2 separate regions of the Ovis aries genome follow, and region 2 is linked to region 1. The links are chromatin contacts, called in public Hi-C maps. All regions are on one chromosome and are shown on one strand. Each heading gives the region's core, a stretch centred on a gene start, on an enhancer-like site or on the middle of the called end of the contact. The rest is flanking DNA. Distances are from core to core; before and after follow the strand shown.

Region 1 (3,316 bases), core at 779-3,278:
TGTCTAACTCTGAGACTATAGCCCGCCAGGCTCCTCTGTCCGTGGGATTTCCCAGCAGTGGGTTGCTCTTTCCTTCTCCAAGGGATCTTCTGAACTAGGGCTCAAATCTGTGTCTCCTGCATTGGCAGGGGATTCTTTACCACTGAGCCACCAGGAAAGCCTGGTGAGGATGTACAGAAACTGAAATTCTCATACACTGCCACTGGAAATGTAAAATGCTGCTGCCACTGTGGAAGACAGTCTCATAGTTCCTCAGAAAGTTAAACAGAGTTACCATAGTTACACAGTAATTCCTCCTTTAAGCATAAACCCTAGCAAAATGACAATATGACCAAAAGAAAAGGTTTGCATGCATGTTTATAACATTATTCACAATAGCGCAAACTGGAAACCACTCAGATGTTCATCACCTGAGGCACAGATCAACAAAACATGGTATAATCCATGTAATGGAATATTATTTGGCCATAAAAAGGAAGTACACTTCATGTTACAACATGGATGAACCTTGAAACATACTAAGGGAAAGACCCCAGACACATATACTGTATGACTCTCCTTTCTTGAAACGTCCAGAACAGGCAAATCCATAGGGATGGAACGATGAATAGCTGGCCAGGGACTAGGAGGAAAGGAGACTGTGGAGTAGTGTGAGATGATGAAAATGTTCTGGAATTAAATAGTCGCGATGGTTGCCTAACTTTGTGAATATAATAAAAGCCACTGAACTGTAATCTTTCAAATTTAGTATTATAGCATGCAAATTATATCTCAATTAAATAAAAACCAAGAGTGGTAGTGTAGTCTTCGGGGAACAACTCTAAAAAAAGTAAACACGTCTGAACACTGGTCTTAGTACAGACTTCATGTTACTGAGCTGTACCTATCCATTGTACGTATTTTCACCTTTGGTACTATGGGGAGGAGGATAATCATCCTGCTTGTGTTCCCGGGTCTCTGAGGGAAGACGACGTGAAATGTTGGATGTGAAATTGCACTTGAGGAGTGACAGACCGATTCCTGGTCTAGCAGAGGAGGGCAATGCCTCAGTGGTTACTATTACATACACATTTGTTCTGTTCTGTAAAGCATTCAAGGTGCTTTCAAAAGCATCATCTTATTTGATGCTTACAGTTCTTAGAGGTGAACGAGGTAGTTAACGTCATTTTACCTTTTCCTCAATGAAGAAACACAGGTCAAGAGACCTGGCTGGTACCCCCCGGCTTAAACAGGAATCCTAGCCTTCTGATTCTAAACTCCCAGGATTCGCCAAGATTTCACAATCCAACTGGGCTGAACCCACCCTCAGTATCACAGGAAGCCAACAGGCTCCCATTCTGAGTATCCCTGGTTGCTTTAAGAAGGCTGGAAGATCGGAAGCAATAGAGCAGGCCCTGAGTACGTCTCATTTTCCTTTCCAGGGCCCACTTCTACTTTTTAATGCCATAGGTACGTCAACAAATCAGAGTCAGGAACAGGATACTCAGAGATGATTCAGGACTGAGCTCTTCAATTTTTTTTGACACCATAATTATTCAAAAAAGGACCGTCCCCAACTACTTGTGGAAAGGATAACCGCTGAGTTCGGAACCGGGTCACACAACAGTACTGGCGCGCAGGCTGGAAGCCACGAACCGCTCCAACACTCCTTCTCACCTTCTTCCTCCAGCATCTGGGTCCCACCTCGCGCCACCGCCTCCCAGCAGTTCTCTGAGCGTCGGCGTCGCTTCACTGCGGCCCCAGCCCCGCTTTGGACTCTTCTCGCAGGCCTCTCCCCTCAACGGCCGAATCTGAGACTGCGGGGCTGAGCCGGGTCCGTCCTGTCCGGTGGATCTTTCATTGTCTCCACAGCCACAGCCGGGCCCCGGCTGGGGAGCCCGTGACACAATTGCCGACTCGGTCTCTAGTGGAACACCACTTGAAAAAGCCCGCTGCCCTCTACGTGAAAAGGCTCCAGGACACGGCTACCGCCCGAAGCTCAGAAAATGCGGTCGCAGGCCCGCCTGTGCGCGAAAGAGGGGCGCGCCTTAAAAGCGTCACTTCCGGACACGCGCACATGCCTCCTTGCGCACGGGACTCCATCTCCCAGAAATCGCTGCGCTCTGTTGCAGACCGATGGCTTTTTGTCGTTCTCGGTAGGAGGCTGTGACCCACACACCTTCGTGGACCGTATTTCCTTGGTGGACCGTATTTCCTAGCCAGGCTTCCGGCTGTTTCTGCTCCGAGAATGTGTTTCCCGTCACGCTTTGTTGTACGTGCCACGCAGAGGTCCATCCACCGAATCGAATAACCCGGGCGTCTTCGGTAGGAAGCGACTTGGCCGCTAAGGCTCCGGGAGCGGTGCTTTTAGCGCAGGCGCTGATACGCATCGTCGCGGAGCGCCTGGTTTCTCCTCAATGATTTGACTTGCCCAGGACTGCGGCTCAGCTAGTCCTTCAGCTCAGGGCCCAACCCCAGCCACCTTCACTGGTCTTCGAGAGTCCAACGTAGAGTTTAGGGCGGGGGATTAAAGGAAGTGAGGGCCCCCTCTGTGAACAGAGCAGTCACAGGTTGGGTTGGAACGCTCAAAGTATCCATCGGACGTTCCCAAGAGGGAACGTCTTTCAGTAATTTCAGGGGCAGGAGCACGCTTAATAGAGTTCGATCAGAATTATGGAGGAAGGAGTTTCCTGAATAGTCGGCCCTTGGAGGCTTCTGTGCTGCCAAAGGGGATATTTCAAAGTGGGCTTCCTCAGAACATTGATGAAAATTTCCCACAAGCCTGTTGATCTTCACTAATCAAGCAATTTTCTAATGATCAATTTAGTTTCAGAGATATTTTTTGACGTTAAGGAGAGAAGAATGTATTACTTGGGCAGCAGAAATGAGTTTGGGGGTCCTGAACCTCTTTCCATTTTGTCTCTGTCCCTCTTAATCACTGGTGGTAGTGTCTTTCCCAATATAATTCTAACTTTGTGGGGTCTTCTATGAACTTACTGGGATTCACTCCATGAGACAACTCACACCCACAGACCTCTTTGAGATAAAACCTTCTCTACCTTAGGCTTTCAGTGTCATATCTTTCTGGCTTTTCCTACTGTTGATGGCATTCTTATGAGAAGACTACTGAAGTGGTTTGCCGTTCCCTTCTCCAGTGGACCATGTTTTGTTAGAACTCTGCTCCATGACCCGTGCATCTTGGATGGCCCTACACGGCATGGCTCATAGTTTTTTTGTTAGACAAGGCTGTGATTCATGTGACCAGTCCATGGCGTCGCAAACAGCTGGACACTACTGAGCAACTAAACTGAACTGAACCTTAGGGTTGTGTGATTTT
Region 2 (3,273 bases), core at 263-2,762, 470 kb after region 1:
TCCGAGATTGAGCAGTCCCTCTGAGGGCATAGGCAGCAAGTAGGTAGCTGCAGCCCTGCCCATGGAATCCATTTCTCATCAGACTCAAAAGCACAGAGGAGAGGAACCCCACTTCTAGAACTAGACTAACCTAGAGTCAAAACTCAACTCTGCCACTTACTTGCTGTGTGATCTCGGAAAAATGAGTTATCACCCAGTCTCAGCTTTCTCACGTGCTCTTACCTTTAAACCAAGTTATTTCCAACAACCTCCTTAAAGGAACCAATCCCTCTGATATGTAAGTTTCAGGGAACTTGCTTCTTCAAAGCACCGTATGAATTACTTGTACTGTAATCAGGGAAGCCTGGGGCCCTGGCAGGAAAGCATCAGAAATTTTACCTTCTACCACTTTGTGAGAGTAGCTTGACAGAAGGGTAAGGTACTAGGAAGAATCTGAAAAATATTGTAATATTTCAGCTTTTAACACTTTTGTGACTACTCCAACCTGAATAAGATCTCCTAGGATTCTTCTAGGCAGATACTCCCCTGTGGTCATATGTTGTCTCAAGACCTGAGGACCATGGCTACAGAGGGGATGGGTGTTGAGAACCATAAGCAAGTCCATGTTGGTTCCCATCTGGTGACACTTATTGAGCACCTACTGTGTGTAAGGCATGGAGCAAGGCACTGCATGGAATACAATAATGAGCAACACACAGCCCCTGCCTTAAAAGCGCTTGACGTCTAGTCAGGGAGATAAGGGGGAGGTCAAAAAAAAAGCAGACTGCAATGCAGACTGTGGCCAAGGCCACGAGAGGGGGCTGAAACAAGTGTCATACAGTTTAAAAGGAGAACTTAAGTGAGTCAGGAGTGCAAAAAAGCATTTTTAGAAGAGGTGTTGGGTAGGCTGGACACAACCTCAGGGAGCGAGGAGGGCGGGAGGAAGTAGGCAGGAAGACAGGGGTTGATGAGTAGATCAGAGTCTCTGGAAGACCACGAGCATGTCTTACTCACCTTTGTATTCCTTCCCCCATCCTCCCAGGGCCAAGCGTGACTCCCACCACAGGCTGGCCCTTTCTGACGAAGGGTCTGTAGCAAGGACAGCCCAAAGTGAGGAGGGAAGCTGAATGGAGCGGGGGTGGGCAGAGGTTTGTGGGGTGAGACAAAGACTTGACTGAGGTTGGGAGAAAGGAGATCACCAAAGTCACCCCAACTGTAGGGAGGGTGACACAGAACGTTCGTCTTCTGACCAACAGGAGCAAAAGGATGACGCTGAAACAGTGTGGCAACAAGAGGTTTTGCACGAGGAGGAGAGAGAGAAAGGAAAAAACCCTGATCCAAGAATCAGGAGTGAAAACCCCAGAGCCCAAGTCATCCCAAGAGAAAGCCCCTGAAACACCCTCTGGGTGTGGCTCACTGAGGACACCTGAGTCCCAAAAGCCCCTGTGCTCTCCACAGCCCCACAGGCTCGCCGGCAGGAGGTTCCTCTGACCTCAAAGGCACCCGCTCACCCGTACCAGCCGCACCTCTGGGTGCCACACCCTGGCCCTCTGCTCAAGAGGGCACAGGGCACCAGGGTCAGTGAACCCACTTACCAGGAACACGTGTTGGGCTTCATAATCCCAGGCCAACAGGATAAACAGTCCCAGCAGGTCTCTTTCCAAACAGGAGCCTCTGAAAGAGTAGGGGGTAATTCGATTTACACGATGTTCCAAATGGTGAGATTTGTTTCTTGACGCTCAGCAAGGTCAGACCAAATATAGTAAAACAAGATCAGATTCTGAGCCTGTTCTGTGAAATGTCACAAGCCTTCCCCATAGATCAATATGCGACACCATTTAGCCAATCGGGTAGCAAAGCCTGCCCTAAAATCACCAAAGTTAACTTAAATCTCTGTGGTCACTATTCTCCTTTCCCGTCATGCTTTGGATACATGCTGGTGGAAGCACGGGAGGGTCTGCCATGGGACTCCACAGGAAGATGCATTCTAGCAACTGCAAAGCCCGGCCAAGACCTCAGGAAGGGCCCTGCGGGAAAAACTCAGGAGTACCCGGCACAAACACCCCTGCCCTCAGAGCAAGTGGCCAGGGAGGCAGCCCACGTGGCACAGGGCCACGGACAGGCATCCTGCACAGCCGCTGCAGAGGGCCCTGAGGCCGGTCTGCCTTCCCTCCTCCAGACCACCCCCTCTCCGCACCCCCCACCATCCCCAGGAGGGCAGCCTCATGACCTCCTCCACTGAGGAAAGCTGACTTCACCTCCCTTGGGTCCCTCCTTTAACCTGAAGTTCCGCATCGTCTCCTGGCACCTGACTCTCAACTCTGAGGAAGAGGTGTCCGCCTGAGACCCAAGGCCACCCAGGGCACCACCACCTCCCCACCGGCACCCCACTTTGCACCCTCAGCCTCCTCCACTCTCTTGATTCTTCCCTCTGCCTGAGAGCACCCGAAGTTCTCCCCAGTCTTCCAAACAGCTTCGGCCCTTGAGCTCCAGGCTACATCCACCCCCACACCACACCACCTTCCCACCACGCATTAGGTCAGCAGGACCTAACGGCTGAGCTTTGAACATGGTTCACCAGCCCCTCATCTCTCAGCCTCAATAACATCCTCATTCTCCTTCTCCTCCCTCCTGTCTCCTCTACTTGCCCCCTTCCCTTAGTCCTCCCACTTCCAGAGCTTCCTTGCAGCCCTTCCCCTGGGGTCCCTGGGGCCCAAGGCGCTCAAGAGGCCAGGCTCTGCTTCCCTCTCTGGCTTCAGGCCACCCCCACCCCAGCCCACACTTTGTGTTCCAGAAGCAAGAAAACAACCCAAACACAGGCTGCTGACCCAAACCGACTGAGGCTTCCTCCTTACCCACCTGCTTCCCGCAGCCAGGCCCCTGCTTGGGCTGCCCCTTCTGTTATGACCTTGAGCCACAGCTCATCAAACTCTCCAGTCCTTCACTACTGACAGCTGAACATGCATTGAGCAAGTACCTCTTACATACATAAGCTTATTTGTAAATTAAATATACGTTCTAAGGTACTGATATGTTCGTTACTTTACAAAACAAATGCAAAGATCAAAGGAAGAGATAAAGATGAAATATGTTAAAATGATTATTCATCAATACAAAAAAAACTTCCATTCTCACCATTAATAATAATTTGAGTGGAACATGACTGATAAGCTTCCTTCCGTCAGCGTTTTAAATAAACTTCCCATGGAAATACAACATGCGTGCAGAAGAATGCATACAGGAACACCATGCAAGCACACAGGTCAGAGGAGCCTCACAAAGTGAACACACCCA

What was found. A called contact is a pair of places that touch in the nucleus more often than the background predicts.
Region 2: a contact with region 1 is called in a Hi-C map of liver, with 5 times the contacts expected there. The contact joins the enhancer-like site here to the promoter of ZNF79 in region 1. A contact is called at or near these places in 2 of 16 Hi-C or Micro-C datasets (liver and tail adipose tissue).

Annotation. Positions count from the first base shown.
Region 1 is chr3:8,728,312-8,731,627 of ARS-UI_Ramb_v3.0, forward strand. It overlaps ZNF79 (zinc finger protein 79), which reads right to left and starts at 2,029. Exons shown (of 5, transcript XM_012162511.5): 1 at 1,657-2,029. The coding sequence starts at 1,672.
Region 2 is chr3:9,202,424-9,205,696 of ARS-UI_Ramb_v3.0, forward strand. It overlaps RALGPS1 (Ral GEF with PH domain and SH3 binding motif 1), which reads right to left. Exons shown (of 19, transcript XM_042245697.2): 2 at 1,575-1,653. Among named protein-coding and RNA genes, the nearest start is that of RALGPS1, 14 kb to the right of the region's middle. Within about 2 kb of position 1,513, at least 3 of the 54 cell types and tissues checked have an H3K27ac peak or open chromatin away from gene starts, as enhancers often do. A contact at or near this core is called in liver, where this site is marked.